Linked DNA regions of Mus musculus: all the other regions are linked to region 1. Evidence: chromatin contacts called from public HiCAR-type and promoter capture Hi-C data. All regions are on one chromosome and are shown on one strand. Each heading gives the region's core, a stretch centred on a gene start, on an enhancer-like site or on the middle of the called end of the contact. The rest is flanking DNA. Distances are from core to core; before and after follow the strand shown. Region 1 holds the start of Yes1 (YES proto-oncogene 1, Src family tyrosine kinase). Region 2 holds the start of Mxd4 (Max dimerization protein 4). Region 3 holds the start of 4930557J02Rik (RIKEN cDNA 4930557J02 gene). Region 4 holds the start of Eif2b4 (eukaryotic translation initiation factor 2B, subunit 4 delta). Region 5 holds the start of Ppm1g (protein phosphatase 1G (formerly 2C), magnesium-dependent, gamma isoform). Region 6 holds the start of Nrbp1 (nuclear receptor binding protein 1). Region 7 holds the start of Ift172 (intraflagellar transport 172).

Evidence for each region. Promoter capture Hi-C pulls out the DNA fragments that hold promoters and counts their contacts. HiCAR-type assays count read pairs that join an accessible place to other places. Capture Hi-C pulls out chosen DNA fragments and counts their contacts.
Region 2: a contact with region 1 is called in a promoter capture Hi-C map of liver, with 4 times the contacts expected there. The contact joins the promoter of Mxd4 here to the promoter of Yes1 in region 1. A contact is called at or near these places in 3 of 39 promoter capture datasets (frontonasal cranial neural crest and liver).
Region 3: a promoter capture Hi-C map of liver shows a contact between it and region 1, with 2.4 times the contacts expected there. The contact joins the promoter of 4930557J02Rik here to the promoter of Yes1 in region 1. A contact is called at or near these places in 2 of 39 promoter capture datasets (hippocampal neurons and liver).
Region 4: a promoter capture Hi-C map of liver shows a contact between it and region 1, with 3 times the contacts expected there. The contact joins the promoter of Eif2b4 here to the promoter of Yes1 in region 1. A contact is called at or near these places in 2 of 39 promoter capture datasets (both in liver) and 1 of 9 other capture datasets (adipose tissue).
Region 5: a contact with region 1 is called in a HiCAR-type map of astrocytes, with 4 times the contacts expected there. The contact joins the promoter of Ppm1g here to the promoter of Yes1 in region 1. A contact is called at or near these places in 3 of 39 promoter capture datasets (hippocampal neurons and liver) and 1 of 115 datasets of contacts at active chromatin or transcription factors (astrocytes).
Region 6: a contact with region 1 is called in a promoter capture Hi-C map of liver, with 2.9 times the contacts expected there. The contact joins the promoter of Nrbp1 here to the promoter of Yes1 in region 1. A contact is called at or near these places in 4 of 39 promoter capture datasets (cranial neural crest, liver and stem cell-derived epiblast-like cells), 1 of 115 datasets of contacts at active chromatin or transcription factors (astrocytes) and 2 of 9 other capture datasets (adipose tissue and liver).
Region 7: a contact with region 1 is called in a promoter capture Hi-C map of liver, with 2.8 times the contacts expected there. The contact joins the promoter of Ift172 here to the promoter of Yes1 in region 1. A contact is called at or near these places in 7 of 39 promoter capture datasets (the 3T3-L1 cell line, embryonic stem cells, hematopoietic stem and progenitor cells and 3 more), 1 of 115 datasets of contacts at active chromatin or transcription factors (stem cell-derived neural progenitor cells) and 2 of 9 other capture datasets (adipose tissue and liver).

What each region holds. Positions count from the first base shown.
Region 1 is chr5:32,609,240-32,613,559 of GRCm38.p6, forward strand. Yes1 (YES proto-oncogene 1, Src family tyrosine kinase) reads left to right here and starts at 1,932. Exons shown (of 12, transcript NM_001205132.1): 1 at 1,932-2,136. Gm10461 (collagen alpha-1(II) chain) reads right to left here. Exons shown (of 2, transcript XM_030254958.1): 2 at 1-2,813. The coding sequence ends at 1,985.
Region 2 is chr5:34,185,170-34,189,489 of GRCm38.p6, forward strand. Mxd4 (Max dimerization protein 4) reads right to left here and starts at 2,541. Exons shown (of 6, transcript NM_010753.2): 1 at 2,341-2,541; 2 at 2,160-2,259. The coding sequence starts at 2,404.
Region 3 is chr5:34,116,857-34,121,176 of GRCm38.p6, forward strand. It overlaps 4930557J02Rik (RIKEN cDNA 4930557J02 gene), which reads left to right and starts at 1,884. Exons shown (of 4, transcript NR_040703.1): 1 at 1,884-2,265; 2 at 2,351-2,779. It overlaps Poln (DNA polymerase N), which reads right to left. Exons shown (of 25, transcript NM_181857.4): 6 at 2,030-2,142; 7 at 1-110.
Region 4 is chr5:31,190,917-31,195,236 of GRCm38.p6, forward strand. It overlaps Eif2b4 (eukaryotic translation initiation factor 2B, subunit 4 delta), which reads right to left and starts at 2,223. Exons shown (of 13, transcript NM_010122.2): 1 at 2,077-2,223; 2 at 1,666-1,709; 3 at 1,237-1,372; 4 at 625-831; 5 at 449-531; 6 at 233-324; 7 at 1-35. The coding sequence starts at 2,107. Snx17 (sorting nexin 17) reads left to right here and starts at 2,388. Exons shown (of 15, transcript NM_153680.2): 1 at 2,388-2,549; 2 at 2,953-3,027; 3 at 3,880-3,997. The coding sequence starts at 2,487.
Region 5 is chr5:31,218,619-31,222,938 of GRCm38.p6, forward strand. Ppm1g (protein phosphatase 1G (formerly 2C), magnesium-dependent, gamma isoform) reads right to left here and starts at 1,927. Exons shown (of 10, transcript NM_008014.3): 1 at 1,685-1,927. The coding sequence starts at 1,804.
Region 6 is chr5:31,238,761-31,243,080 of GRCm38.p6, forward strand. Nrbp1 (nuclear receptor binding protein 1) reads left to right here and starts at 2,158. Exons shown (of 18, transcript NM_147201.2): 1 at 2,158-2,242.
Region 7 is chr5:31,288,623-31,292,942 of GRCm38.p6, forward strand. It overlaps Ift172 (intraflagellar transport 172), which reads right to left and starts at 2,492. Exons shown (of 48, transcript NM_026298.5): 1 at 2,352-2,492. The coding sequence starts at 2,390. Fndc4 (fibronectin type III domain containing 4) reads right to left here. Exons shown (of 7, transcript NM_022424.6): 7 at 3,620-4,320.

The DNA of each region.
Region 1 (4,320 bases), core at 682-3,181:
TTCAAATTTTCCACTGGCCTTCCCCTTCCTTCCTAGGGCTGATTTTCCCAGAAGTTTCAAGATAGGTCTTAACACACTGTAACATTGTGAAGAGGGATGCATGAGCCGACACTCACCTGACCATTTCAGAAACAGGGTTTTAGCTATGACTAGTTTCTATAACAACAAAATTTCCCAGCAAAATTTCCCAGATCCTGTCACCATCTTTAAGAATATTTCTAAAATAGCCATTAAATGTAACCTTTAAGTTGTAGGTGTATTTTTGATACTCTCTCCCTACCTTAAAGTACAGAAATTGTGTGTGATGGTACCTACTTGTAACCCCAGAAACTGGGAGGTAGAGACAGGAGAAGGAGGGGCTCAAAAATCATCCTCAGCTACACAGCAAGTTCAAAGCTATCCTGGGCTACACAAGACTCTGTCTCAAAAAAGCAAGCAAAGTAAAACAAAATAAAATATAAAACAAATTCAAAACAGGTTAGACTAACATTGAGAGGGTTTTTGTTTGTTGTCTTTTAAATTGGGAGAGTTTAGGGTCACAAATATATTTCTATTTTATCTGTAGGTTTAGAAAGGCAACAGCTCAAGTAACTAACGTTCTAGTTTCAAGAAAAAACTTGCTGGGCGGTGGTGGCGCACGCCTTTAATCCTAGCACTTGGTAGGCAGAGGCAGGGGGATTTCTGAGTTCGAGGCCAGCCTGGTCTACAAAGTGGGTTCCAGGACAGCCAGAGCTATACAGAGAAAAACAAAAAAACAAAAAAACAAAAAAAAAAAAAAAACAAAACAAAACAAAAAAACCCCTTAATGCACCAGTCAATGGCAAAATAAAGCACCGCGCTACATCACACATAGTTGTTCATGTGGATTCCCATTCCTTTCTCTGAAGAAACTTTTTAAAGCTGTGTGCATTTAAGTTGCTAAAGTACCAGACTACTGACGGAGTTGATATGTCAAAGATGATGCTGAATTTCTCTGAAAACCACAAAGGAAACCAACAGTCCCACATTAATACTTCGAATAACCCCACCAAAGAGGAAATACAAAAGGGAAATTAAGAGTGTGATAAGGCAGACGTGCCTTTAGCAGGAGTACTTCTAGATTGTCTTTTGACCCTCTCAATCTTGTACCTCAGTTCCTCCTAAACCCTTCCTTTTTCTACAAGGCAAGCAGAAAAAACGATGCAAGGCCTTCGGAGGGAAAACAAACAAAAAACCTTTCATCTTGACTTCTTCACTTCAAGGGGCCCAAACGTCAGCTTTCATAGCTGTCAAGAAGAGTCACAGTGCCTGTCCGGGTTCCCTATTACGAGGATCAAATACAATGCTGTCCCACTCTAAGTGAGAGCCACCATTCCTGGGAGAATTGCCAACACAACTCAGGTTCGGTTCTACTCGCGCGGCAAGGCTGGTTCGACCTACAGTCAACAGGAAGCTTCTGCGGCCAGACGAGAACCAAGGTGTCAGCACTGCCCTGATGGCTCACGCGGTTCGACTGTGATTTTACTATCAGTGACAAAGGGTGCGGAGGCACAAAGCTGAGAAATGAACAGTCAACCTTTCTCCAAAGAACCCCAACCCCGATCACCCTCCGAAAACAAAGCCCCACACCCCTCAGTGTTTCGGTGAGCCAGGCGGAGCCCCGCTTCGCCCGTTGCGGTAGTCGGCGTGCGGGCAAGGCAGGGAACCACATGCCGCTGCTGCTTTCTCCTCACGCCCCCTCGGGAGCACGCCTGACCCCTGGCGCCATGTTGGGCCGGCAGGCACGACACGGCCGGGCCTCCCAGCGGCCCGCGGACCCCGCGCAGAGCTCCCGCGCCGGAAGGCGCTCCCAGCAGACAGCAGAGCGCGAGTTCCGGTGAGCGGGCGCGCGCAGGTAGCCGCAACCCCCGCCCCGCGCGCGATCCGGAGCGGAGGGGCGGGGCCGGCGGCGAGAGGAGGAGAGAGGGAGGCCGCGGGGTGCGGGCGTCCGGGAGTTCCCTCCTCCTCAAGTAAAGCGTCCCGGGCCGGCTGCGCCGCCGTCGCTGCCTCCTGGCGCCCCGCGACCTGGAGGTGGAGAAGGGAGAGGGACCCGCGGGCGTCCACCTCGGCCGGCCGCCTTCTCCCCGCGGCGACCCGTGCGAGTGCGGCCGGACTCAGGTAAGCTCGCGGCGTGGCCTCGCGACGTAGGCAGCTGACCCGGACCGGGCAGCTCTAGGCCTCGGCATCCACCCTCCTGCTCCCGGGCTTCTCGAGGCGCCGCCGCCCCTGCCGCTGTCCGCCTACTGGTCCCGGAGTCTGGAAGTTGAGGAGAAACTTCTCCCCTCCCGCGGTCTGGCTGGCGGGCGTGAGTGTCTCGTCTCCTGGGCTCACTACCTGCTTGCCCAGTGCCTCGGTCTCCGCCCTGTCCAGTACTTCCCGATTCTGCGGGAGTCCGGATAGTGGTCCAGCCTATGTGGTGCCGCCGCTGCACCCTCCACCCCAAAGGACGTGGGGTCACTCCCGAATGAGGACCAGAGGGTAGGGCAGCGGCCCCTTCTCGTCCTAGCGGCTGGAGGTCTGTGTCGCCGGACGCCCGCAGCAACTGTCTGGAGCGAGGAGTGGAACTCGTGGAGCGAGCGGGTGAGCGGCGGGTTGTACTTGGTTTGATTGCAAACCACGACCTGTTTATAAAGTTTTCCTTTGTTTGGGTTTGAGGGTGTTGGGACGTGTTACAATCAGCGGCCACTTTTAAGTGCCTTGCCACTCCGCCTCCCCGTGAGTTCGGTTCTCTGTCCTCCTGTGTCAACGAAAATTTTGTTTGTGTTTTGCTTCTTGATAATTGCTTCCAGCTTTTGCTTTATTGGGCTTGAGAAAGAGTTGTTTTTAAAAAGTGGGAATATCGTTTCTGGTATAGGGATTGTGAATGGGGCATAGCGTAGTTTTGATGTAGTTATTCTTTGCATAAGTGATTGGAACAGCAGTGGAAATGACAGTTATCAAAGTAAATAAACGAAAAGTATGCAGTTGAAACATAACTTTGTACCTCTCTTGTGTGTTCCACAGCTGTGTTTTTTACATGTGATTTCACAGGATATTTCGGTATGGTATATTCATGTATTTCGTGTAAAATTACTGACCAAAATTGGCAATTGAAAGTGAGTTTAAACATCCTGTTAAATTTCTAAATTTAAATTACTCACTAATGAAAATGTTATTAAGTGTGCATGTGTGACTCAATTTAAGGCCAAATGTGTGCTACCTCTATTAACCAGCACAATGGTGTGGACTAGAAACATTTTGAGTGGGCAGATAGGGAGTGTTAAATTAAAAGCCAAAGTTCTTATATGCAACATATATGAGAGAGAATACAACTGTAGGAAAGTTGTTCTTCAGGAATTTTTTCCGCTTGCTAAATGCATTTAGCTATATCTTATTTTTGAATACCAGCAAAACCTCAGTGAAAATGTAGATGCTGGTTGACATTTCAGTAGGTCCTAAATTTAGGGGAGGGAGAAGATTGCCTTTGATTGAAACTTAGATACAAGACTGTTTATATTCCATATTTCCAGGATAAAATAAAAGCTTTTAAAATGTGTGCTTTGCCATAAAACTACGGTAATGTTATACCTTTAATTTTGTAGCTAGTTTTTGCTGACTTCACAAACCACAAAATTGACTCCTTTCTGTTCAACTGAAAGTGAAATTACAGCCTTGACCTGTCTTCTTGGGATAGGTGTGAAATTTATCTCATGGCCAAAGGATAATATTAATATATAGTCAAAAATTGTTTTTAGTTGAAGAAATTCTCAAAAAAACCCATTGTCTTTGCAAATAAAATTTTATTTCATTGCATATATAAATAAAAGAATATGCTAAAAGAGTAGTGAAATATTACTACTTGTATACTTGTTTAAATCCTTGTTTACTTACAGTTCAAATTTGCATAGTTCTAACAGTAATAGCATACTACTGTGGGTAATTTAAAAAAATATATTTTATTTATATAAGTACACTGTCGCTGTCTTCAGACACCAGAAGAGGGCATCAGATCCCATTACAGATGGTTGTGAGCCACCATGTGGTTGCTGGGAATTGAACTCAGGATCTCCGGAAGAGCAGTCAATGCTCTTAACTGCTGAGCCAACTCTCCAGCCTTGGTAATTTTTAAAAAAAATATATTGAGCTTCCAATTTAGTGGTTCAGGTTGGTGTGAGCATCATTTATTAGTCTTATTACTTATTACCATTGTTTAGGAAAGAAACCTGAGCAGATTTTTTTTTTTTTTTTTTTTTTTGAAGAGCATTGCTAGGTTCTGATGTCTAGGGATGCAAATTTAAGTGATAAAACTATTAAAAAAAAAAC
Region 2 (4,320 bases), core at 1,291-3,790, 1.6 Mb after region 1:
TGCTCTGCTGTTGCCCACCTGTCCTTTCCTCTGCTGCTCTAAGAGCCTGGATCTGGGATCTTTTACCAAAAAATGTGTACACTCTGCCTGGCCCATCATTCTTTGACACCATCAGGGTACTAGCTCACCTATGTTCCCTCTGGCCCTGGATTCCTCAACTCTTCCAAAACCTGCTGCTAGTCACTCAGGCTGGGCCAGAGCCTCAGAATCCCTCCACAGGCCAACCAGAGCCAAGAAGGCAGTGCAGAAACCCCTTGATGTCCTCTGGAGAACCTGTCTTTCAGTTCTCTAAATGGCAGCCTGACTGGGTCTACAGGTCTGCTAGTTTATGTAGCAGGCTAGGGTCAGCAGGAACCTTAAGTATTGAGGAGTCCCCTCACCTCCTGCACCAGAGGATACTACTTGTCTTGCCAGCTCCCAATCCCTGGACTACAGGGCCACTCTAGCAGCATGTGTGTTGGCCTTTCTTGGAACTCTTTCGGAGTCCAGAGATCCCGTGGGGGGAGGGGGGGTATTGTGCCTGAGGAGAGGCCATCGTTGTGTCAGATGCTGCCTGGGCACCACCTTGATCTGACCCTTCTGCTTATATTCTCAAAGTACTTGACCCTAAAGGCACCCTCCCATGGAGTCACTGCCATTAGAGACCTAGCCATCACTCACCCTAGCCTGCTATACCAGGGCCTGTCCTTCATTTTGCCAGGACACAGAAGGTTCAGAACTGCCCTGCCACATCTGAAATCCCAGCTTCTCAACTGAGCTGGCTGAGAATAGCCTCTGAGCAGTGACTGGGGAGGGGAGGGCTGTGTCTGCCACCCTAAGGCTTCAGGTCTTGAAGGAGTACACTCTGTCCAAGGAAGCTTCAGGGGAGGTGCACCCAAGTCCAGTCAGAGAGGCCCTTTGCATCCCCTGCCCCTTGCACCCAGTTCTCCCCATCCCAGAAGAAGATGGAAGGCTAGGACCTCATCCAGGAACAGGGTGGTTAAGCAGCCCTACCCAAGTAACTGAATCTGTCTATGCCTTGGCTTCCTCGGTTGTAAAATGGAGGTCAAAATAAGGCTTCATTTACAAGGCTGGGTCAGATTCTTACTTGTGTATATGGCAGAAGCATTCAAGGGCCTCAGCTCAGGAATGCTACCATTCCTATCAGCTGTGGGTACTCCATGCCACAGGAAGCTGAGCTCCCAAACCTGGGGTTTAGGGCAGACAGAAGCCGGGTCCAGGCCATCTCACTGTGGAAGCTTGGGGCAGTGAGGCCTCCAACACACTTAAGTCCTTCTGCAAACTGTTCAAAGCAAGAGACCAGGGGCTGGGACTCAGGCCGTTGGTAATTCAACCTGTTCTTTGCCAGGCCTAGGACACCACAGAAATGGGTCCTTGTGCCAGCCTCTCTGTTTCCCAAGAACAGACAGGCCACAGGAATGAGCCGCACCCTCTGCCAAGGGGCCCTGAAGCCCCCAGCCTGCTAAGGAAGCTCTCAGACTGACCACACAGGAGTAGCTGGGCCAAAGTTAGCCCCTAGACAGTGTCAGGTGTGCCCTGGATCCCACTGCAGCCAGGAAGGTGGAACCTTTAGCAGTCCTAGCCATACCTAAACCTCAGCTTCAGGGCTTCCTCCAAACACAAGGCCAAGGCAAACAGTGTAGTTGAGCCCTGGAACTTTTGAGAGAAATAGCTCCCTGCAGCTCTTCGCGACAAAGCCAGCCCTATGCTTGTGGTTGGAGTTTCCTTGTCAATAAGCTGCGCAGGACGCTTAAGTAGCCAGAGAGAGGTCTCTGTCCAGGCTCCTGGGGATAAGGTGCTGGGTCTAAGAGCAAAGCCAGCTCCGAGAAGTGCAAGGGAGGGAGGAGTCCCCAATTAGGCCCAAACTAGGGAGTAGCGGTCGGCACCAACTGACAACTCCTCTCCGGTCTGGAAAAGTCCAGAACGGCCCTCGGCGAGCGCGGCCGCTGTACGCGTGGCACTGTTTACGGCGGCGGGGAGGCGCGGCCGCGGGAAGATGGCGACGCGCGGGCGGGGCCGGCACCTCCTCCAGGCCGGCCGCCCGGGTGCGCGCAGGACTGTACTGGGGACGCAGAGAGGACGGGGACACTCGGGTGGGGCCGACCCGAGCTGGCTTGGCACAGCGCGCGGGGGTGGGAGGTGGGGGTTGGGGGCGGTACCTGTTGTTCGGGGCCTTGCGCACCAGGCCGGCCGTCTTTGTTTTCTTCCTTGCGAAGTCGCCGTCGAAGGGCAGCACGGAGGCGTAGCCGTGCTCGGCCTCTGCGGGACAGACGGTGCGGTCAGCGGCCCCCTGCGCCCGCCCGCCGCCCGCCCACCCTGGCACAAAGGGGCGCGGGCTACCTCGGTCCCTACGCTCCAGGTACTCGGCCGCCTCCAACAGCAGCAGCAGAGAGTTCAGCTCCATCCTGCCGCCCGCGCACGGGACGGCGGCGGCGGCGGCTGCCCGGCGCGCTCCTGCCGGCTCTGCTCGCCGCACGCCCCGCGCCTGGCGGCACACCAGCCCGACTCGCGGACTCCAGCGCTGGGCCGCCACCCTCTGCCTCAGGCCCTCAAATTGACACATAAGTCGAGCAGCAGTCGACGCAGCCAATAGGTGTGGGCGCTCCGGCTTAGGGGGCGGGTTCTTGTCTAGCCTTGCCCAATAGGGACTGGCCGAACGCCTCGGGCAGAGCTGAGAATGTTGACAGATGCGAAGCTTGGCTAGGATAGGCTGGCTCCAGTAGTAACAATTTAGAAGCCCAAGCTTAGCAACAGCACGTGGTGGCCCAGCCCCAGTGCTCGCTGACTGGCGGCCATCGTGCATGTTAAGTAGGCATTGCACGCCGATTGGGCCAGAACGGTCTATGTAAATTGAGTCCGCGGACCAATGGCCAGTGACAGGGCGTGGGGCCAATGAGGACGCCCGGGCAGGACCGGTTGCCGAGAGGAAGCACTGTGTGGTGGGACTGCTGCCCGGCCTACGCGGGGGCCAGGAGGACGTGGACCGTGTCTCGGGAGACACCAGGCAGGATGCGCTGCGGACACGCGCCCTGGCGCTTTGTCGTGCCCATGCATGTCGTGCGCAACGACCTGTTGCCCGGAGTCAGTTGGTACCATAGTCTCGGTGGAGGACCAGGCTTGGGGCCTGATAGGGGCGGGCGCTGGGATCTCGCTAAAGAACAGCAAAGGACACCTGTCTCTGGCAGGAATATTGGCTTCAGGGAAGGCTAAAACTTGGAGACAGGGACGCAGACCATTGGAATCTAAAAGCCTCTCAGATGTCAGACCCAAAGTAGGCAGGATCAGCCATCAGGAGTAAAAAGGAAGGCCACCAGGGTTAAGGGAGAGGCACCAAGAGCTACTGACACTACTGAGCAAGAGGGATCCGTGAGTGTCTGTTTGCGGTGCTTGGTCTGAGGGTAGAGCCGTGCCAAGAGCCAGGCTATGGTGACAAGAGGGTGAACTCTTCAGCAAACTCCTGGCCCTAATGACCCGAGGCCCTCATGCTGGCCTATAGATGCATGGGGGACAGACAGCTCAAGATGCCCTAACACCATCCTCTGTATCCATCCTCTCCCACCCCTTGATCCTCTCTCTGTTATTAGGTTGAGGACAAAATAGCAGGCTGGAGAGTTCTGTGGGAAATAAGGTGGCTAGATAGCAGCTCTTAAAATGGAAGGAAGGTACTGTAGCAAACAACAAAGATTATTAGCATTGAATTTACTTTAGGACCAAGGTGGATGCATTGTGCACACTTCCTTGTGGCTCTCCATATGCCCAATATGCAGATAAGGAAACTTGCAGTGTCCCCTTGAAATAGAAAGATGGAGATTACTGCTCCCACACCCAGAGCTGTTAACAATCTGGGAATGTGGAAACCAGAACCACCTCCCTCCCAGCCTGGGTGTGAGCCACAGATGTCTGACCTGTGGGGCAGGATTAAGAATAACAGGTGCTCTGATGGCGCCCTGAAAAAAACAAAAGAGGAACCTCATGCGGTCATAAACAGTCCTGTATAGACACTGAAAGAACTCCTTAGTATTGGTTGAAGTGCCTCTCTGACCAAGCCCACAATCACTCCAGGGCCAGGGCTGTCCAGAGCTGTAAAGGAGAAGGGTGTCCATCTTTCTGGAGCATTGAGGCCCATGCTCAATGCTGAGCTTTGGGCCCCTGAGCTTAGCATGCGGGCCCAGCATTTTGAAGGGTGCACCTTTGCTTTGGCAGGCTGGTGAGTTGCCTCTAAGTGCTAAGGCAAGCCTGACCTCCCCAGCCTGCTCCCTCCTCCTACTGGGATGGGATGCTGTGGTGTGTTGAAGTGGAGCACAAGAATAGCCTCCTAGC
Region 3 (4,320 bases), core at 634-3,133, 1.5 Mb after region 1:
GATGGACTTTTCTAGGTGTTTTGCTACTAAATCTTCAAATGAAGGTGCAGTGTCACTGGGGTCTATGAGCCATGCAGCAACTCTGGGATCTAGTCCTACAAAATCAGCAACTGCAAAGGAAAAGGTCACTTAGCATTCATTCAAGTTACAGGCAATTGTTTCCCATCTTTACACTAAGCAGAGAGTTTTCCAAATATGAAACACAAATGACTGAGAAACATTTAAAGAAATGTGCAACATCCTTAGCCATTAGGGAAATGTAAATTAAAACTACTCTGAGATTCCATCTTACCCCAGTCAGCATGTCCAACATCAATAAAACAATTGACAATGCTGACAAGAATTCTGGCAAATGAGAACATTTATTCATTGCTGTGGGAGTAAATTCAGCCAGTGTGGAAATAAGTGTGGAGGTTCCTCCGGAAGCTGGGAATAGATCTACCTCAAGATCCAGCTATGCCACTCTTGGGCATATATCCAAAGGACTCTACATCTTACTATAGAGACACTAGCTTAATTACGTTCACTGCTGTACTATTCATAATTGCCAGAAATTGGAAACAGCCAAGATGTCCATCTACTGATAAATGGAAAATGAAACTATGGCACATTTACACAATGGAATATCATTCAGTTGTTTAAAAACCAGTGAAAATTTGAAATCTGAAGGTTAAAAGGATAGAGATAGAGAAAAAAATTCCCAAGTGAATAAGCCAGACCCAAAATAGACAAATACTACATGTTTCCTCTTATATGTGGATGTTAAGTTTTTAAGCTTTTGATATGTGTACTAAAATTCAAATAACTACAGACATTAGGTAAGGTCAGTGGGATAGAGAGGATCTTCCAAGAAAGGGGAAATACAATATAGTGCTGTGGGGAGAAGGGGAACTAAACCAGAAGGATTCGATGGGACAGAGGATGGAAGATCCAAGTTAAGTAGGGACTATGAGAGGTACACCTAACACTAAAGGCATTTGAAAAGTCATATGGAAACCCACTATTGTAGAAGCTTCCTAATATAGGCATATATGGAATGAATCTAAATGGAATCACCATATAATGCCACCAAGTAAAATTTCCAGTGCCAGGAAAAAGCTATATATTTTTGAGTTGTTGGCCAAAGGGGTCCCATGGAATCCCTCCAAACATCAGAGACTATTACCAAGGCCATGACTGTTTTCCACCGTAAGGTGGTAAAGCCCTACTGTTGCAAACAACATATATTTATGTTACTGAATGTGAAGAAGTCCAGCTGGTGCCAAACCAGAAGCTTAACCCCTACGTGTTCATAATTACTCTGCCCCCTGACAAGGGTTAAAGACAATTGCTAATATCACCCAGCTATAAACCCTGTTACCTACAATAGCGGCATGACTACAAGATATTCTGATACAATAGTGGCAAAAAGGTTCTGAAAGTACTTTTATATTGGATTTAAGTCCCATTCCATGAAATGGAACCCATACCTGACAATGCTCGCTCGCTCTCTCTGTCGCTCTGTCTTTGTCTCTCTGTCTCTGTCTCTCTGTCTCTCTCTGTCTCTGTCTCTCTGTCTTTCTCTCTCTCTCTATCTCTCTCTCTCTCTCTACCTCTCTCTCTCTCTCATTTTTCAAGATGGGGTTTCTTGGTGAAGTCCTGGCTATTTTAGAACTCTCTCTGTAGACCAAGCTGGCCTCAAACTTAGAGACCCTCTAGCCTCTGCTTTCTGAGTACTGAGATTAAAGGCATATAGCAGCTATTCCCTACCCTTTATACTGTCTTGTTTGGTACTCTCTGGGTTGTAGATCTTAGTATCTGTATCCATTGATGATAACAACAAAGCCCATTGTGACTGTGTTTCAGCGGTCATTCTTTACACTAAAGGAGTATAAACTGGTACAAATATAAGAAGAGTCCAGACATAGGAGGGGAAGTGTCCATGGCAGGTGAAGAAGCAGTGTCTGTGTGGCCAAGAGCCCTTGGAGCAGGTGACATGGTGGCCTGACCACTTTTCTAAGTCTTAGAGACAATGAGAATGGTGACTTACCATGCTTCCAACTGCCATCTTCACCATAGAGCTGCAGCACTGTTCTCACAAAGTCCTTGGCATTAAAACAAACAACGGGACATTTACACCTCAGTGTCCAAAACAGTATGTTCCTAAACAAAAGAAAATTCACCATTTAGATAGTAATTTGGGTCTTGGAAAAATATTGTAATATCAAATTCTATCTATCCTTATGTAGTATATACACACCTCGATTAACTAGTGAATCCTATGAGGTGGGCATTACTTCTTATGTGTATTTCATACACTGTGAAGCTTTGACTCAGGGCTCATCTCTGAGAAAAGCTTCTACTCCTGAAGCTCCTGTGCAGAATACACACACTGGACCTGGTCCAAGCCTCCAAGTGTTCCACCTCTCGGCATGCCAGGTCTTTCCTTCTGCCATTGCACGGTGCCACTCCTACCCACACTGCTGAGGATGGCATATGCTCTTGCATGTCTACTCTTCTCCACCCACAACTTGTGCAACCTGCTCAAGAGATGTTCTGGGCAAGCAGCCTACCCACACACCTTTCACAGAAGGACCCACACGTGCTAAACTGCAGCTTCTTCCATCACCTTATGAACTTCTGAATCTGGGATAACAGTTAACATTTATCATAGCAGATACCAGGCTACCATTTCACAAGGTTGCCACACTGAAACTTAGTCACACTACTACAAGGCAGGCACTCCATCCAGTATGAAGATGAAGAGACTTGGATTCAGATATGTCACACCAAATAGATGGTAAGGTTGGGTTCTGATACTGTATCTTGCTACTGCCAGAAGCCCTAAACCACTAAGCCCAAGTTCCTCTTTATGGAAAAAGTACAATACATTAAAAAGAGCTCTTTGATGGGGTAAGAAAGGAAGAAACCAGGAGTCCAGTAGACATGCACACTGAGTGATGGTGTATAGGTGGATTTTGCTTGCCTGGCTCCATTGATAGACACTGTATAGTGCTTTGAAAGTTATGTGGCTTGGCCTTGATTTGTTAGAACAGGAGACCAAAATGGTAGGGAGGTCAAAGTGCCAACAGCACTGGGTCTTGGCTTAGGTAAAACTGATAAGGGACACAAGAATGAGAATGAAGAAGTTAAGAATGGTAGAAAATGGAATATGGGGACCTCCCTGGCACATGCTGAAGGATACATCTAGGATGAAGTGATCTAATGGCTACCCTGCCTTCTCATGGGGAGAAATACAGGCTGGCTAAAGTCTATCTTGGTAAGACAAACATCAGAAGAGTTTCTTATGGAAGGTGGCTCAGTGGAAAAAAGCACTTCCCACACCAACACCAAGACTGGAATTCAGGTTCTGTTCTAGTTTGCTTCCTGTTGCTGAGATAAAACACCAGAAGCAACTTTGGAAGAATAGGGTTTATTTACTCTTATAGGTTATATTCCATCATCAAGGAAAGTCAGGGCAGGAACCTGGAGGGAGAAACTGAAGCAGAGACCATAAAAGAATGACTGCTGGTTCACGTGCACCAAGATTCAAGTTCAGATACCTTTGCTATACAGCCCAGACCCACCTGTGTGCCAGAGATAGTGGGCTGGCCTCTCCTATATCAATTAGCAAAGTCTGATCAAGGCAAATCTATAGTTAAGGTTCCCTCTTCCCAGATAACTCTAGGTTTGTGTCAAGTTGACAGCTGAAGCCACCTATGACAGATTCCCAGAACCTATGTAAATTCGTTGTGTCCTGCCTGAAATCCCATCACTGGGGAGACAGGGATCCCTACAGCAAGCTGGCTAGCTAGACTAGTTAAATAGATGAGCTCTACATTTAACAAGAGACTCTGCCTCAATAAAATAAAATGCATACATAAATGTGCATGTATATACACACACGTGCAAACACACACAACTCATACACATGCAAAATTTCCTAGTATATATTTAGCATATATTTATAAGGTATGATTTAAATCGATTTGAATCCTAAATACACTACTGTAGAATTGGGACTATTTTCCATGTTTTATAGTATATGAGGGACTATCTTTCCTAGAACTTAATAAGCTTCAAAATGATATTGTGGCAGTATCAATTGTGGGTGTGGGGGTCATGAAATTGAAAAAACAAAATCCTGCCCTAACCCTCATAGAGCTTAGTAGTGGACATACAATAAATAAAATAAGATGTATGAATGGTGGGGTGATAGACATTATAGAGAAATGTGGGCTAGAGAGGTAGCCTGGCTGTTAAAGGTGAGGCTCTCAAACAAAGAATACAAGATAAATGTGAAGATAGTGATTATATATGGTGCTGGGCTAGGGAATTGTT
Region 4 (4,320 bases), core at 973-3,472, 1.4 Mb before region 1:
TCACCATGGCTGGGTGGATCACAGAGGATGGGATGCTGATGGGATGGCGGTGTCACATACTTTTTAAGGGAACTTGAGTACCTCTTGGCCCCTGCCCCTCATGAGAAGGGGCTTCCCCATTTCCTGTAGTTTTGCCTTGAGTTTGCACCCCACCCACCCACACATCCCATCTCACAGTTCCAGTCACTTTTAACACTGAGTTCCTCAATCTCCTCCGACTTAAAGGTCCTACCTCATGTACTGGGTCAAGGAGCTTTGTCTGCTGTACTGAGGCAGGTGGGAGAAGAGACTGACTTTGGATCCGTAATCCTTTCGTGTAGGAACCTCCATGAAACAAAGAGACATCATCAAACGGGACTGGGTGGGCTATTTGATCCCAATACTCCGTGCTTTTCCAGATCTTTTCTTTGCCCAGGGCAATTCTCCAGGTACCAAACCCACTTCCTACCTGTTGTCGATCTGGCTTTCTAAGGAGCCTCCTCAGAAGTGTGGGGTCATCAGCTGGGGTGTGCTCGGGGACACGCTTCACTCCTAAAAGTTAGGGAGATGCTTTCAAGACTCTATACATCTCGAAACGGGAGCGTTTGGGTAAGTGGAGTGTGAGAATGAAGAGGAGAGAGATACCTGAGGTGGTTTCTCCAGCAGTGCTGGGGCAGGCCTGAGGAGGGACGCCTCCTTGTTCCCCTTTTCTTGCCTGTTTCAGGGCCCGCTCTGCCTCCTGCTTGGCTCTCCTTTCGGCGCGAAGTTCTGCCTTACTCCGGCCAGCTGGAAGTTTCTCCCCAGCAGTACCTCCCAGCTGACTACCAGGTCCTGGGAGTTCTCTGATTGGGTCTATGAAATACAGAGGGAAGAGGTGCCTGGGCTCTAGGACGGTGATCTCTTTGCCCCAACCAAAGTTTCCCTTTTATCTATTTTTTTTCCCTTTCTTGACTGAGGCTGGAATTCATCAGAGATCCACCTGTCTTTGCTTTGGCCTTAGTTTCCCTTTTACCTTATCTAAGTTTTTTTTTTTTTCCTTTTTTGACTGAGGCTGGAATTCATCAGAGATCCACCTGCCTTTGCTTTGGCCTTAGTGCTGGGGTTAAAGGTGTGCTGTAAGCCACCACCAGCCAGCACCATCAGGCTCTGCCTTCCAAGTAACCGCTTTTGTACTTGCTCAAACCAACTTTGTTCTATCTCCCTTTGCAAATCCCTCATCCAGCATCCTACCCCCGGCCGTTTAAAGCGTCCCCGCACCTTGCCGTTGAGCTGCAGACACAGCAGAGCCAATTTCTTGGTCTGCCCCCTTTTCCTCCTTCCGTTTCTTCTTCTGCTGTTTCTTTTCTTTTCGAAGCTGAAGCTTCTCTTCTTGGGTCAACTCCCGCCCTGCTGCCTGAGACACAGACACGGGAACTGCTCTACCCCAGGCCATTCCAAAGGTTTATCAAGATGCTTACTAGATTCCCCCAAGGTTAAGTTCCTAACACTCTCTGACTTCTGTTACAAGTCTACGTAAGTAAGGAGAGAAACTTCTTCAGTCATAGTCACACACCGTTAAGCTCTGTAAAATCTCCCAGTTCTACTAAGAGATGAACTGAAAAGGATGGGAGATGGGGCCAAATGAAGGTGACACAGCTTTCTGTGTAGCTCTTGACAGGCGACTTAGGAGGTCTCTCCCTCACTTACCCCGGGCCGAGGAGAAAGTTCAGTCTTCATCTCGGATCTCGATTCTGCATCAGAAAACAGGGCACAGAGTGAGCCAGACAGGCTCCGGGAGGACTTGGGGAGACTCGTCGGCGCAGCTGGCTGCTGGGTTGGCATGACCACAGCTCGGCTGCCGGGCGCGAGGCGCTCTGGGATCCGCGTGGGGACGCACTGCGCGGCAGGATCAAAGGACAGGCGTGGGAGGAAAAGGGTCAGTCACCCTTCTGGGAACAGCCGGCAAGCAGCACCCTGCTGCGCCCTAGATCTTGTAAACCAGAGTCCCGCGACGTGCAGAAACCCGGCGGCAAGGCCCAAAGGCGCTCCGGACCCCGCATCAGCGATCCAGTGTTCATCTGCTCTTCTACCACTTGGTGCATCTAGCCCTTCACTCACCTTCGCGAACAGCCACCGCCACCGCAGCCATGACTGTGGGTCCTAGGCTCCTCCCGCCGAGGTCACTCACACTACAGCGCCACCTGGGCTGCTGGCTCCCCTGATGCCTCCCGCGGAGTCAGTCCCCAGCGGACTACAACTTCCGGCGTGCACTGGGTCCCGCCCAGGACTACGGGTCGCGGTGAGGACCAAAGGATGTTGGGTTCCCAATTAGGAGCGTCTCCGGCGCTCGACTACAGCTCCCAGCATGCCGAGGTTGCTGCTCGCAGAGCCGTCATCCTACAGCCTTCCCACCTCGGAGTTCAGGCCCACCAAAATGGCGAGCTGGGCTGCGGAGACGCGCTGAGTGGCAGAGGCAAGCGAGCAGAGGCGCTGCGAACCTGGTAGTACGGAGCTCTGCCTTAGGGAACATGCACTTTTCCATTCCTGAAACGGAGTCCCGCAGTGGGGACAGCGGCGGCTCCGCCTACGTGGTGAGGAGGTGCTAGAAGCTGGGCCAGGGCGGGGATAACGGGCCGGAGCTCTCGGAGCGGCCTCCAGCCTTCGAACCTCACTGGAAGCCATCTCATGTCTCAGTTTCGTACTTAAGCCACCCCAAGCTCCAATAGGTTCTTCTTTCCCCGGCCAGGCCGCGACTGCTCTGGCGGTGGGCACTATTGTCATCTCCGGGAGGGATACTGCCGCACAAGCGCCCGAGTGTCCTCGGGACTGGGCCTTCTGCTTGAAACCCGGCCCTGGGGGAAAAACAGGCTAAATCCCGGGAAGTCTCGGAGCGTTGCGCAGACGGATATGTCAGGCAACTTCCGGACAGGTTTCTGGGGCAAGAGGTGGTTTGCACGTCGATCCTGAGATGTTTGCCTGCTTTTGTGTCCTCAGGCCTATAACATTCACGTGAATGGAGTCCTGCACTGTCGGGTGCGCTACAGCCAGCTTCTGGGGCTGCACGAGCAGGTGGGACTAACAACCCTGTCTAGATGCAGCTTCAAGCCCTTCCATACCCACGGACATTAATCCCCTTTCATTACATCACCCTATAATCACTGCTACAGTGGAAGGTGGACTTTGTTAGCGTGACATTTCCGGAAACTCTCTGAGCGGCTTGTCTCTCACAGTTCCTGTACTTCCCTATACTCACACATCCTTCCTTCTCTGAGCTGTCTCCTTTTTCATCCTTTGCCCCTGCATGGAAAAACTGAACCCTGTTAGTCAAAGCACATTCCTTCTGGCACCTAAACTATAACTTGGGAATTCATTCCCCGGATTAATACAAACCATTCGCTGCTTTCCTTGTGTGTTCTTGGTCCCATCAGTGTATAAGATGTCCAAATGTTTCCCCCCTCACCAGATAGTGAGCTCTGTATAGATAGTGAATCTCTAGAGAGCCCTGTTTCTACTAGATGTCAGTCCTGAGCAAGTTAATTTCTTCCCGCCTCAGTTTCTCCAGATAAAAAGTAGATTCTTGGATCAGCAAAGTCCCTTCAACACACTTGAGTATGCTATGACTTTATTATCTGTGCACATAAGTGTTCCCTATAAATGTTCTCTACTGAGCAGTCTTGCTATGTAAATCAAAGGGCTCCTGGACCCAGGACCCCATGAAAAATCACCCTATAATGTCTTCACATGAACACATACAAGAATTTATACCTAAGATCTTTGGGGGTCCTGACTCTGCCAAAGTCATCTTTTGTCACACGTCTTTTAAAGAGTTGTTAGAAGAACCCAGGAGGACTTGGGTGAGTCTTAGTTGTCACCACTCAGTTCCTGTGTTATGTGAAGAATTGTATCTCTTTCTCGCCATAGCTTCGGAAGGAGTATGGGGCCAACGTGGTTCCTGCATTCCCCCCAAAGAAGCTGTTCTCTTTGACCCCTGCAGAGGTGGAGCAGAGGAGAGAGCAGTTGGAGAAGTACATGCAAGCTGGTGAGTGCACGGGTAAACTCTAGGCTGCTGTGAGCGCACGGGGAGAGATTGAAGTCAGGTGGCTCTGTCAAACGCCCCATCTTAATGGTTAGATTTAGGAAGTCTCTGGTCTGATGTTACTTAACCAGCAAAGCGAATAGCCATCACGGACTTTAAACTTTCCATATTAGTAAAGAAATGTGGAAACTTATCTCTGTGAGAAATACTAGTACAATAGTAGAATTACGAGGAATTTGTGGGGAGAACTTTGTATCTCATGTGCTTCAGATTAACATCATTGTTATTTCCCTAGTTCTGTAGACTGGACTCAACTAGATGGCAGC
Region 5 (4,320 bases), core at 677-3,176, 1.4 Mb before region 1:
AGGCTGGCCTCGAACTTGGCTGTCCTGGAACTCACTCTGTAGACCAGGCTGGCCTCGAACTCAGAAATCCGCCTGCCTCTGCCTCCCAAGTGCTGGGATTAAAGGTGTGCACCACCACGCCCGGCTTTTTTTTTTTTTTTTTTTTTTTTTGAACCACAGGTTGTTGGAACCTCCTTGACATGGGTGGGCACTGAGAATCACACTCTGGTCCCCTGTAAGAACAGCAAGTTGCACTTAGCCACCCCCAAGGCTTTCCTTCTGAAGCTATACTATACCCAGGTATCTCTAACTTTACCCAGTCATTACTACAGCATGCCACTGAGAAATATGAAAGCTGTGCTTCATCTTGACACCTATATAAGAACAGCTCCTATTGTCTTGAACACCTTAATACAATTCTTTGTATCAAGGTACAAGTACCCTAATCTTTCTAGGCCTCAATTTCCAAGCCATTAAATGTGGGCACTGAGCCAAATGAATAGGACCCTCTCCTTGCTGAAATTATTTATCTAGATTCTGCTGGATCTAGATAATGCTAGAGCCATAATCAAAAGCTGGTGAAAATAGCTTTTGAGTCTGAGAACAAACCATTTAGGTTCACACTGTCATTCCAGAGCTAACCACAGGGAGGAGCGAGGGAATTTGAGAGAAAAAAAAAAAAAAAAAAAAAAAAAAAACACCAAGGGAAACTATTTGGCTGTTACCTGTAGCCCACCTACTAACTGGATAAACCCTCGATTCCAGACATAATTAGAACTTTTCACTAGTCCCTTAGACTTCACACAAAATTGCTCAAAGACACCTATTCCCTGTTCATTGTAGTTTCACATCCATTTGCTCAACACTGTCAATCCAAATGATTGCTTTCCCTTTCATCCAAAGTGGACTTTTCTTTTCTTTTTAAAAGTTATTCGTAGATGGTGACAAAAAAGGATTGATGACAAGACTGAAAATCGAGTATACTAAATTATATGCAGAGGAAAATGACAACTCAGTAAGTTTTAAAGAAATCGAGTAAGAAAAAAAATTACAAGCATATTTCAAAAAATAAAAAATAAAAGCAAGCCTAGTGACAGACACGATTCCTTTCCTAAAGATCATAAAAGATTTCGAAAAGAATACGAACGAGTGACAATTCTCGAAGGTCAAGCGGGGCTTCTGAAATTAACATGAGGTGTCTAAGGCTAAAAGCAACTGAGGGTTAAGAATGGAAAGCACATTATTACCCGGGCTCCTTTTCGCCATCAAGTTTGTAGCCCCAAGAGGCCTGCCACATTACATATTTCAAGAATAAAAACGAACCAGTCATTCACATCTATTCGACCAATAAGCGAACAAATAACGAGTCTTCCCTCTTCCCTCTGACAACCCCATGCCGCTGGAAAAGCTGGAGGGCTGGGCTGGCACCAGAGGATGGCGCGAAGGTACGGAGAGACGGCGGCCAGTAGGCGGAAGGTGCCTCTTCTCACATGGCAGGGCTCCCGCAGCCACTAGCCATCAGGCCGCGGTCCCCAAGCTCTAGCCGCTCCCTCTCCGCCCGGATCCCGCGCTCGCCGCCGCCTCCCGCACCGTGGCTGCAGGCTCTCGTCAGGGACCCCTGCTTGAGGAGAACCCCATCCCCCTCGCTCCCTTTCTCTGTCAGGTTCCTGCCATGCAGTGGCCAGCCGCTGGGGCCCTGTCTCACCTCCATGGAGACGCGCCAGCCTTGCATGGCGGAGAAGCCGTAGGGCAGCGGGAGCCGCGGGGCGCCAACCCCGTCCCCGGAGCACTTCACCGTGTTGGGCTGAGAGAGGTAGGCACCCATGGCGGCGGATGGCTGGCTACCTGAGGAACAGGTAAGCGGGACGCGACCCTTGCCGGCGCCGGAGCCGGGGCCCCTGGGGGCGCGCGTGGCAAGGAGCGGGCCCGGCTGCGCAGTCGACGCAAGGTGCCGGCGAAAGGCGCGAGGCCGGCTAGGAGGCGGTAACGGGACAGGAGCGGGGAGAGGGCGGAAGCGGAAACCGCGCTGCTCCAGGCCCCGCCCTACTGGCGCGGTGAGCCGCTGCGGGCGGTCATTTCCTTAGCAACTCGCCCCGCCCTCGGGGACAACGGCCCGCCCAACCGCCGCTCCCGCGAGACTGGTTGCCACGCCCACCAACGGCTGGGGCTGGAGGGAGCCATGGCGATGTGCGGCCATCTCCACGCTGACCGTGCTTTAGCACGGGGCTCTGGTCTCAGCAGTTTTTGCCTGAAGTCTCTATTGTGTGGGACCTGGGGCTTCCAGTTGCGTTCTGCGGTTTTGTCAGCCCTGTCCCTCCCTCTCTCCCTCCACGCCCTCAGATTCCGACAAACCCCGCCGGATTCGGTTCAATTAAAGTTGACTAGCGTTTGTACTGCGCTTCCGCGGTCTTTGGCCAGGCTCTGTGAGGCCTGTACTGACAAAGGAAAACGGAGACCTAGGTCTGTGGAAAAATTCGAATTAATACAGGGTAGAAACTGTTTGGTGCAGTGCTGGGTGAGGCGAGAGCAAAGAGGCGGGAACGAGCTGCTTATCGCCAATGTAGATTTAAGACCCTCGGAGAAGGTGCCTGAGGGTGGCGTTTAGCCACGGGAGAAGGGAATACGGATACAAGGCTGGAGGACTGAGGAAAGTGTAAACTACATTGGGCTGGCTTATTGAGGAAGCTGGCTGGCCTCTTTGTGGAGAGCGATTCTAAGTAGGAACAGATCTAGCGATGGATGGATGGCCTAGCATCAAGATGGGTAATGTGGTCGTCATTGTGGTGGTGCCTGTTTTGCGTTTGTTAGTCTAATTCTGTGTGCACTGGACACCAGAGGAAGAGTCTGGCGGGTACTGTAACTGGTTAGAATGCTCTTAATCTGAACGTGATGAACTAAGGACTGGGGTGCTGGCCACGGGTAGTTAGGGTTGGAGGGACAATCCAGCAGGTTCTTTTCATTATATGGATTATATATAACGGAAAGGAGTAATTTCCTGAAAGTAAAAGAAAATCAACTCATTGGAAAGAACTGGGGACTAGAGAGCTGGCTCAGAGGTTAAGAACACTGGTAGCTCTTCCACATTAGCGGGGTTCAATTCCAGCACCAACATGGCTGTCTATAACTCTGGTTCCAAGGAACCAGACGCCCTCTTCTGGCACTAGGCGTCCAAGTGGTGCACAGACATAATACATGCAGGCAAAACACACATGCATAAATTTTAAATAAATAACAAAAAACTAAGCCCAGCATTATAGCTCATTGCCAGTAATTCCAGCACTTAAGAGGCTGAGGCAAGATCACAAATCCCAGGTTTCAGGACAACTTGGGCTATAGAATTAGACCCTCAACTCATAAGCAAATCCCAGAATTACAGTTCTTCTGTCCAATATTTTTTAAAGATTTATTTTTATATGTATTTTGTATGTATACTTTATATGAGTACACTGTCGCAGTCTTCAGACACACCAGAAAAGGGCATCCGATCTCTTTACAGATGGTTGTGAGCCTCCATGTGGTTGCTGGGTATTGAACTCAGAACCTCTGGAAGAGCAGTTAGTGCTCTTAACTGCTGAGCCATCTCCAGCTCAAATTTCTTAATTATCAGAAATCACTAAAATTGGTCCTCTCCACAACCTTCTGTATTTCCGTAATAACTCAGTTCATCAGTCAGCCTTCTTGTGCCCCCCAAGGCTTGCTTTCACCCACCAAATACAACTCTCCACCCACCTTACTTGGTGGGAACTTCTCCAGGCTGCTTCAGGATCTCCCTATCCCCTGCAGAAGTTTGGATCCCCATTAATCTTTCCTGTGTCCCCATTGTTCCTCGAATACTGTGTGTGCTAAATCTTAAATGTCTGTTGAATTCATAAATGCATAAATGGTACCAAGGCTTTGACTTTGGATGGCAAAATTAGATGGGTGCATACACACACACACACACAAGATGCTGTTTGGTATGTGCACCAGTTGGGAAGAAGCTGTCCCATTTAAGGTGAGAGTTTCCTATAAAAAATAGTGGAAATTCTGGGTTGGAGTTAGGCCATGAGGGTAGATTTGAATGAGGCTTGTAAGTTGTCATGAACCTCAATGAGATCTCTGGAAAAGGGGGTACTGGGGGGAACATGCAATTACTCTACTGCTACTGTTGCTGTTTATTCTTGGGTTTGAATTTGTTCCCTAACACATGACACTAGAGAGAGTGGTACAACGTATAATCCCAGCACTTGGATGGTACAGATAGGATCAGGAGATCAAAGTCATCCTTGGCTATGAAAGTCCCCCGAACCGGGAGGGACCCTCACTCAAGCCCAGGGATGGCGTGACGCCCAAGAACTCAGG
Region 6 (4,320 bases), core at 908-3,407, 1.4 Mb before region 1:
GAAGGCCTGACGGTTCTGGAACTCCCTCTGCGCACTAGGTTGGCCTCTAACTCAGAGATCCTCCTGTCTCTGGCTCCTGATGCTGAGATTATCAGCAAGAGCCACCACACCCAGCTCAAAAGATTTATTTTAATGCTTATGATGCTTATGAGTGTTTGCTTCCGTATACTGTATGCATGCCTAGGTTCCATGGAGGTCAAAAGAGGGTGCCAGATTTTCTCAGACTGGAGCTACAGATAATTGTGAGCTGCCATGTATATATACCAAACCAGGGTTATCTACAAAAGCAGAGAGTGCTCTTAATTGCTAGGCTCTGTCTCCATATCAATTTCTTTTTTGTTTTTGTTTTTCACAGACATGGTTTCTCTGTGTAGACCTGGCTGTCTTAGAACTCAACTCTATTGACCAGGCTGGCCTTGAACTCAGAGATCCTCTTGCCTCTGCCTCCTGAGTCCTGAGGTTAAAGGCTTGGGCCACAGTCAAGCTAATTTCTGAGTTTTTATAATAAGCATTCATTATTTTTTGTTTGCTTTTGGTTTTCCAAGTCAGGATTTCTCTTTGTAGCCCTGGCTGTCCTAGAACTTGTTCTGTAGACCGGGCTGGCTATAAGTGCACAGATATCCACCAGCCTCTGCCTCCGGAGTGTTGGGGTTAAAGGCATGCACAACCATCATCTGGCTAGTATTTATTACTTTTGTAATCAGGAAACATAAGTGAGGTGGTAAAAATGTAGGCAGCAGTTGGTCATTTTAGGTATACATGAGAAAATAACTGAAAATGAGGTTGCCAAAAGATCCTCTGTGCACATTTGAAATAGTACTGACAGAAAATAATAGGAACTAAAGTAGCATGAACAGATATGTCATGAATGCTTGCCATGGCTCAGGAGTTACAATGGCTTTGGCAGAAAGGCTAATCTGGAGAGGATGAGCACCCTTCTGAGACTAGAACAAACTTTGAAATGGTGTGCTATACATTTTAGGTAAGTGCATCTTTTAATCCAACATCAGAATTCTATTTTGTCTTGACACAGTGTTGTTGCTCTATTGCTTATGCTGACCTTGAACTCACGGCATTAGCCTACTGAGTGATAGGATTACAGGTATGCATTACTATGCTGGGTGAAAAAAAAAGTTTGTTTTTGAGACTATGTAGCCCTGGTTGGCCTTGAATTCACAGAGATCTCTCTGGCATGCTTGTTGAAATTTCAGTTTTTAAAGCAAGCATTTTAAAGTGAAGAGATGAGAAAAAAATGAGTCTCTATAGGATTTCTGTGTGAACCCGTGAACTAGGATTAACTAGTCCCTTTAAGGAGAGTAAAATTGGTGATTGTGACATTCTCAGATTCAGATGATTCATCCTTCTTCCTTGATAATACATGTATAATGGTATTATACATCTCTTAAATTCTGCCTTTAACTTTCTAAGATCAATGGCTTACCCAGAATCTATTGTAATTCTTTACACTCACAGACAATGTAAACTCTTTCCAAATAATACCTTTTCAAAGACAGTTTTGATGGATCTTCTTACTTCGGATTCTATTTTGGACTCATGTCAACTTAAATTTGAGTAACTTTTTTTTTTTGTTTTGTTTTGTTTCTTTTTCGAATTTGCCAACTATCATTGGATAACTTCAATGAGTTCTCCCTTATGTGGGTCGAATCAGGTTATGTCTGGGTAAATAATGTTATGCAAATCAGCAACTATTAGTTTTCATGTTAAGCGATTAAAAAAAAGCTTTCTGAAAATTTGATGACCAGTGCACTGTCTCTTTCCCAAATGGGGAATGTGGGTGGGTTCGTTCCTCAGATTGAAAGGCTGCGTCTTCCGTTCCTTTTGTCTTCTTAGAGGATTAGGACTGTCATGGCGCTTTCAAGAAGAGAGAGAAGGCCTTCCTTTCGTCCGGCAGAATTACTTGGGGGCACCTCGACTGGGAGGAGGATGGACAGAGAGACAAGAAGACAACGCTGGCAGGCAGTCTGCCGGAACCCCGCAAGGGGAGGAGACCCGGCAGTAGACTGCCTTGAGAGCCTCGGTCTGTGGGAACCGCCCCCCGCTGCCCTGTCCAATGGAAACCTGGCGGCGGTGCGGCACCGCCCACTGTTGGTCCGGACGCCGCGAGGGCGGGGCCCGCAGTTCGGTTGCGCTGCGGAGCGCAGCTGTGAGGGAGTCGCTGGGATCCGAGGCCCCGGAACCCGAGCTGGAGCTGAAGCGCAGGCTGCGGGCGCGGAGTCGGGAGGTGAGCTCCGGAGAAAGAGGCCCTGGAGGGAGGGGCTCGCGGAAGGGCGGCAGGATGACCCCGAGCCGCGGGCCGGCAGGACGCGGCCGGCGGGTGCTGTCGGGCGGCCCTGCTTTCTCGGGAGTCAGGCCCGACCTAGCCCGGCCCGTCGCAGCTGAGGGGCCACCTTGGCCCCAGGGCGCCGCCCGCCCTCCTGGTGTCTCCGGCGTGGCCGCGGCGGCCCGGAATTCTGCGGGCGCGGGTCGGGGGGCCCCGGCGTTCTCTTGGAACTCTGGCCGCGAGAGGCGGGGCAGGCGGCGCGGGCGGGGGCGGGGCGGGGGCCCGGGCCCGAGGGCCTGCGGAAGGAAGCGCGGCGTCCGGGCCGGGCCTGCTCGCGGGGCGGCGCGCCGAGCGCGGGGGCGTGGTCTGCGGCCTGACGGCGGGGCAGGGCTGGCCTTTGATGAGGTGGCTGTGGTGCTCGGTCTCCTGGCCGGCCACTGTCTGTCCGCCGCCGCTTCCTTCCAGATACTGGCCGGGCGACCTGTTGGAGTGTTGACAAGCTGAGGGCCTCCTCCCTCCGAGCTTGCATTCTCTCCGACTGAGCAGTTCTGTTGACCTCAGAGGCTTTCTGGGTTTCCTCAGAGCGGCCTGTGGCTGCGAGCTATGCGGGGTGATGTGCAGAGGGCTTTCAACTAATAATGGAAGCCGGGAGAACAACTTTGCGAGATGACAGACAATGCCCTGTAGTGAATGTACTATGCGTCCTCAGGGTAGCTAGAGGCTTCGAGGAGATACCCTCACCGATGCAAATGAGCTTTTCCACAGTGATCCCTGTTAAAACTGCCAGCAGCTCTGAGGCAGAACCCCCAGTGTTGCACACGTTTCTGCATCTCTTGCGGGAGTGCTTGGAGATCTTTAGGCACTGCTCTTATTTTACCTTCTGGGACATGATTGGGAGGGCAATGTGCTTTCTGGATGTTTGTCTCTGATGACAGTTCATCTTTTCTCTAAGTGCCCCGTGGAGGGGCTGCCTGTTTCCTTGGTCCTGTAGTTTTAGATTCCATGGGCTTTGACGTTCCAGAGTATATTCTGTATCTCGCTAGACTTTCACTTATCCGTTCAGATTGGATGCACATTCTGCGAATGTAGCTGAAACAGACTTTATTATTTTCTTAGCTCTTTGATAGGGGACGGAGGAAAAAGTGATCCTTAACTCATCTTTTTTAGTGGTTTATTAAGACATGCACGCAACTAATAGCTGTCTTGGCAGACTGAGGAGGCTTTCAAGGACTTTCCTTAGAAATTAAAGTGGGGAAGTATCCTACCAGATTTCCCCTCCCCCGCCCCCGTCCCGTAGTGTTCTTTGCGTTTACTAGAGCGTTAATACAAGTCCCTCGATTCAGATAAAACTGTATAGGCTGGGGAGAGATGCGTAGAAAGGGTCGCAAGAGAGTTGTATGGCCATTCTGGTGTTGATTGCAGGTCTTAGGTATTCTGAACTGACTCTGGAGTGCAAGTTTACTTTCCAGGGTATCGCTTTCTTACTAGACTGCTCTTCCTTGAGTTAATCACACACAGGTTTCAGTTTTTTTTTTACAGTCTGTGTTCATTTGATTGTCCCTTTTTTTTTTTTTTTTTTTTTTTGGTATGGGTTAATTAGAAACTTAGGTTTTTCTTAAAGCAACTCTGCGCCTATAGAAATGTTATTTTTAGTACTTTACCTATAAAAACTATAGCTTGAATTATTTGTTTCTGAAGGAGGTAACTGGTATCAGATCTAGTGCCTCAGAGATTGGAAAAGTCAGAGCCTTTGAGCAATGTAAATGAAAGGAAAGCTGGAAACAAGGTCTTTGATTTTTTTTTTTTTAATTTGTGCTTAGGTAAGTGTAGGCATTTCATTTATTTTAATTCACTGATCTATCTCAAGCACCCTCCCAGTGTGTGACGTACAATAACCTACAAATGTTACTAAACATTTCAGTGAGTAAATGAAAAGAAATGTTGTTAAACAATACCCACTTGCCACACTTACAGATGGAAGTCACGCCTGTCGGTCACTTGGCCCAAAGGCAGCTTCTACCTATGTATAGGAAAGATGA
Region 7 (4,320 bases), core at 1,242-3,741, 1.3 Mb before region 1:
CTCACTACAGTAGGGTAGAAGTGGGGGCAGGTGCTTCGTCAGCTTTGGCGGATCACCCTCCCTCCTGGGCTGAGTCCATCCTGGGCATCTGTCCCAGCTGCACCGTGGCAGCATCTTTTTTATTTTATTTTTTTTAAGAGACCAAAAGGTTCTATTGCCAATTTTTCCATTAGGGTATTTTGAAATTACAGCTTACAGTACCAGTTTATCCCACAAGGAGCACAACTCTATTATTACTCTACCCCTGAGCTAGGGCTCTATCTGCTACTGTCTGCAAATATTCCTGAGTACCACAATCAGTGAGTTCTCTTCTCTCTACAGTAAGTGCCCTGGCTATCTGCCTTGTGGATTAAGTGAAATGGAGCCAGGCAGGCATTTTCATAAATGCTTGACACCTATTAAGTACCACATCTCATAACTCTGAAGTACAAGCTATTATTATTCCCATTTTACATACGGAGAAACTGAGGCATTGAAAATTAAGAAACTTGCTCAGGTTTATATAGACAGTTTTTAGATGGCAGATGCAATATTTGAATCCATGTATGTTTGACTATATAAGCTGTAATTCTAATGTCTAATGGTATATGTATTGATGGCTTAATTCTGCCATATATTATTCTTAGAATTAATTTTTGAGACAGGATCTCTCTGTGTAGCCTAGAACTCGCTGTGTAGAGCAGACTGGCATTGAACTTACAGAAATCTACCTCCTGCTCCTGAGTGTTCATACTACAGGCATGAGCCATTATGCTTGCTACTCTTACTTTTTAAAAAGAAGTTCTTGCTACATATTCAAACTGGCTTTGAGCTCACAGCCATCCTCCTGCCTCAGCCTCCTAGGTTCTAAGACTACAGGCATGTAACAGCACAATCAGGTAAGGGAGTCTGTCTGTCTGTCTGTCTGTGTGTGTCGGGAGGATGTTGCTATATGGGCCTGTCTATGTGTGCATGTAGAGACCAGAGGTCAAGTGTTTTCACAGTCATTCTCCATCTTACTTTTTGAAAGACAGAGTCTCTCATTGCACTGAAAGCTCGTAATTCCAGTTCTAGGACTAGAACTCTAGGGACCACCTGTCTACCTTCGAAACACTGAGATTACAGGTGCACCTGGCTCTGAAGAGGATGCTGGAGATCTGAACTCAGTTTCCCACGCTGGTGATGAGTCATTTCCCCCATAGCCAACCTTCTTATCTGTGTTGTGTTAGCCTGTCCTTTCACTTTGGAATGCCTTTCTCTCTTGTCAATCATCCTTCTTATGGCTTTCCAGTTTTCTTATGCTCTTTAAAACTTTTTCCTTACATTTTGAGTGGGGTGGGACAACTTGCACAAGCTGGCTCTTTCCTTCCACTGTGTGGGTCACAGGGCTCAAACTCAGGAGGTCAGGCTTAGTGGCAAGTACCTTAGCCAGTGAGCCAGCTCACAGGCCTTTCCTCTTCCTCTTCCTCTCCCCTCCCCCCTCTCTCTCTCCTACCCTCCCCTTCCCTTCCCTCCTCTCTCCCTTTTCCCCTTCCCCCTCCCCTTTTCTCCCCTCCCCTTTCCTTCCCTTCTCTCCCTTCCCCTACCCCCTCTCCTAAGAGTCTCAAGTAGCCCAGGCTGGCCTTGAACTCTCCACGTAGCTAAGAATGGCCTTGCATTCCTGATCCTCCTACCTCCACAATTGCTGAGATTACTAGCCTGGGCTACCAAGGCTTATAAGATTCTGTTCTGTGTAGAACTTTATTTAACATTCTCCTAAGTCGCTTACAGTTGCTCTCCCTGCGCCTTTTCTTTACCAGATGAAGAAGCTAGTGATAGAATGATTGCGTATGGTGATGGTTAAAGCCAGAAATACCATTTGGTCAAGTCAGTGTTGGAGCTAAGCTAAGACAGAGACTCTGTCCTCTTCACGCCCAAACCAAACATAATCTTCGTTTATGTCTCTGGGCTCCTCCTCCAGCGCCCACCCAGCCTCTTCTGCTTCTGAGGAGACACACTTTCACAATCCAAAAGAGGGTTCAGCTTCTGCTCTACCTTTTTTTAGGGTTTATATCTAAAGTGCTCATTTCATCCTGTGTAGACTTATGAAGGTTGACTATATATGCGCCTCTCCTTCCAAAAAGAGCCTTGACGCGTAATGCGGGTGATCCCGGAGAGCCTAAGCTTGGGGCCTGGCACTCAACTGATGTAATGTCATGCAAAGAAAGCTTAGAGTCGTTAGTGATGCATGTCGCCTGCTGAAAGAGCTTTCACGGTCTTCTGAACAAAGTAGACGCTCAAAAAGTATGAACTTATGTTCCCTTACTTTTTTTTTTTTTTTTTTTTTTGAACGCCTGGTGGCCTGGGAATGGAAGAGGCATGCGATTCCTCACCTGAGGGCTCAGCAGGGTCCTCAGGTGCTTCAACTGCATGACGTACACCGGTCTCGGATGCTCACTGACCGAGACAACTCCCGTGGTTACCTGGACAACCCGCCAAGCATCGGCGGCGCTAACCGCTGACGCACAGGCAACGTGAGTGCGACATACGTCATAAGGTCACGTAGTGGGTTCGCGACGGAGCGAACAGGACGTGCGCAAGCGCAGTGAGTCCTAAGGCGGGCCCATAAGAGGGGTTGTGGAATTCTCTCCGCGACCAATCCTGTGGCTGCATGCAAACCTAACGCAAACCTCCGCCCACAAGTCTTCGGTCCTCTCCGGATTCTACGTCACCATATCCTTACGTTTTCTTATTGTCCTACCCGGCCAGATGTGCTTTAGTTGCTTAAACTCTGGAGGAGAGCAAGGCAGGTGCTACGAGAGGCAAAAGACAATTCGCGGAGCTGAAATCTTCACGTCATCCCAAAACTTAGGTGACTTGCGGGAGGCCACTCAATACTGACAGATAACAGTGAAAGCTCAAGGATATACTTGGCACTGTGTTTGAATTCAGCAGCGGTACAGACCCATTTTACCCAACAGGAGGCAGATTAAAGGAGTTACTCGCCAAAGTTAAAACAGCTTGTAAAGGGTGGAACCGGCATTTAACCCACAGCTAATAACCTTTTAATTCCCGTAAGAAGGCTCAACTCTCCTCAACTCATTGTCTCCATGCCCAACTTCTCTACTCTGAAACACAGTCTCAGGAAATTATCCAGGATATGGTGGATATATTGGAAGCACTGGCTAGGGAAAGAAAAGGCACCCTGTTTGGTCATTGAGTTCAAGGCAGATTCCTGAAACCCAGATGTCTCTATGGGACAGTGCAGGAGGCAGACCAGAGCTTGGTTCCCCTCCTAGTTTAGAGCTGCATGACACCTGTGGTTGTGATTAGTTAAGCAAAAAAAGATACCATCTTCTTTGGGATCCTTTCAATAATTTTTGTTCTTGTTTCTCCCAAAAGATCAAGAGACAGAATGAAATGCAGAAACGTTAGTCATAGGCCTTCTCTAAATGACCCAAGGTGGGCAAGCCCTATCCCCCCCTAAAAGCATAGCATATGCCCCCCAGGCAAATGCTGGGCCCAAAGCCTTGAGCGCACTGCAGTTGCCAATGGTAACGAGTATTTCTCTTCCTGCCACCACATCCCTCTAGAAAATTAAGAATCAGAAGGGGACAGATTCCCTTTTTTCACAGGTAACAAATAGGTCCCAGAACTCAAATTATACTTTTTTTGATAGGGGCATCCAAACCCCTCAGCTTTATTTCTAGAATCCTCTGGATATGTTAGAGTATAAATATAAACTCATTTATGGATTACAATTATTATTAACTTTGAATGAACAAAGACATAGATGAAAAAGAAAACAAAGACGAGGCACTGGTGTGCCCGGGGTGAGAACACATGGCACCAAGGGCACATTAGTGGTGGCTGCTCTCCTGTCAGCTCCTAAGACAGCTCAGCCCTTCTGACCATTTCCCCAAAGTGAGTGCTGGAGTCAAAAGTGCAGGGAAGGGATTGGTTATATAGCGCAACAGTAGAATATTTGCTTAGTATGCACAAGGTCCTGAACAAAGATAAAAAAAAAATCTACTGGCCCTTTTATATGACATGGCCTGGTTTCTGTTGGTATGAAAACTGTGACTTCTCATTTTCTCTCTTCTCATTCAGCAAAGACAAAGAAGGGAGGCCTTTGGCTTTCATCCCCTCCCCTTTTGTCTTTCCCCGCCCATCTTAGATGAATACATTGTTACACTGACGCAAACATCTTATCAAGACTCTGTCCTTTCAGGTTGGTGGAGGCCTGAGAAGAACTGACAAGGTGTAGAGATGTCTTCAGCATACCATACAGGAACCAGTCAGTTCCAGTTTGTCCAGAACCTTTATTGGAAAAATGTCCCAGGGGTGAGATCACCAGCAGCT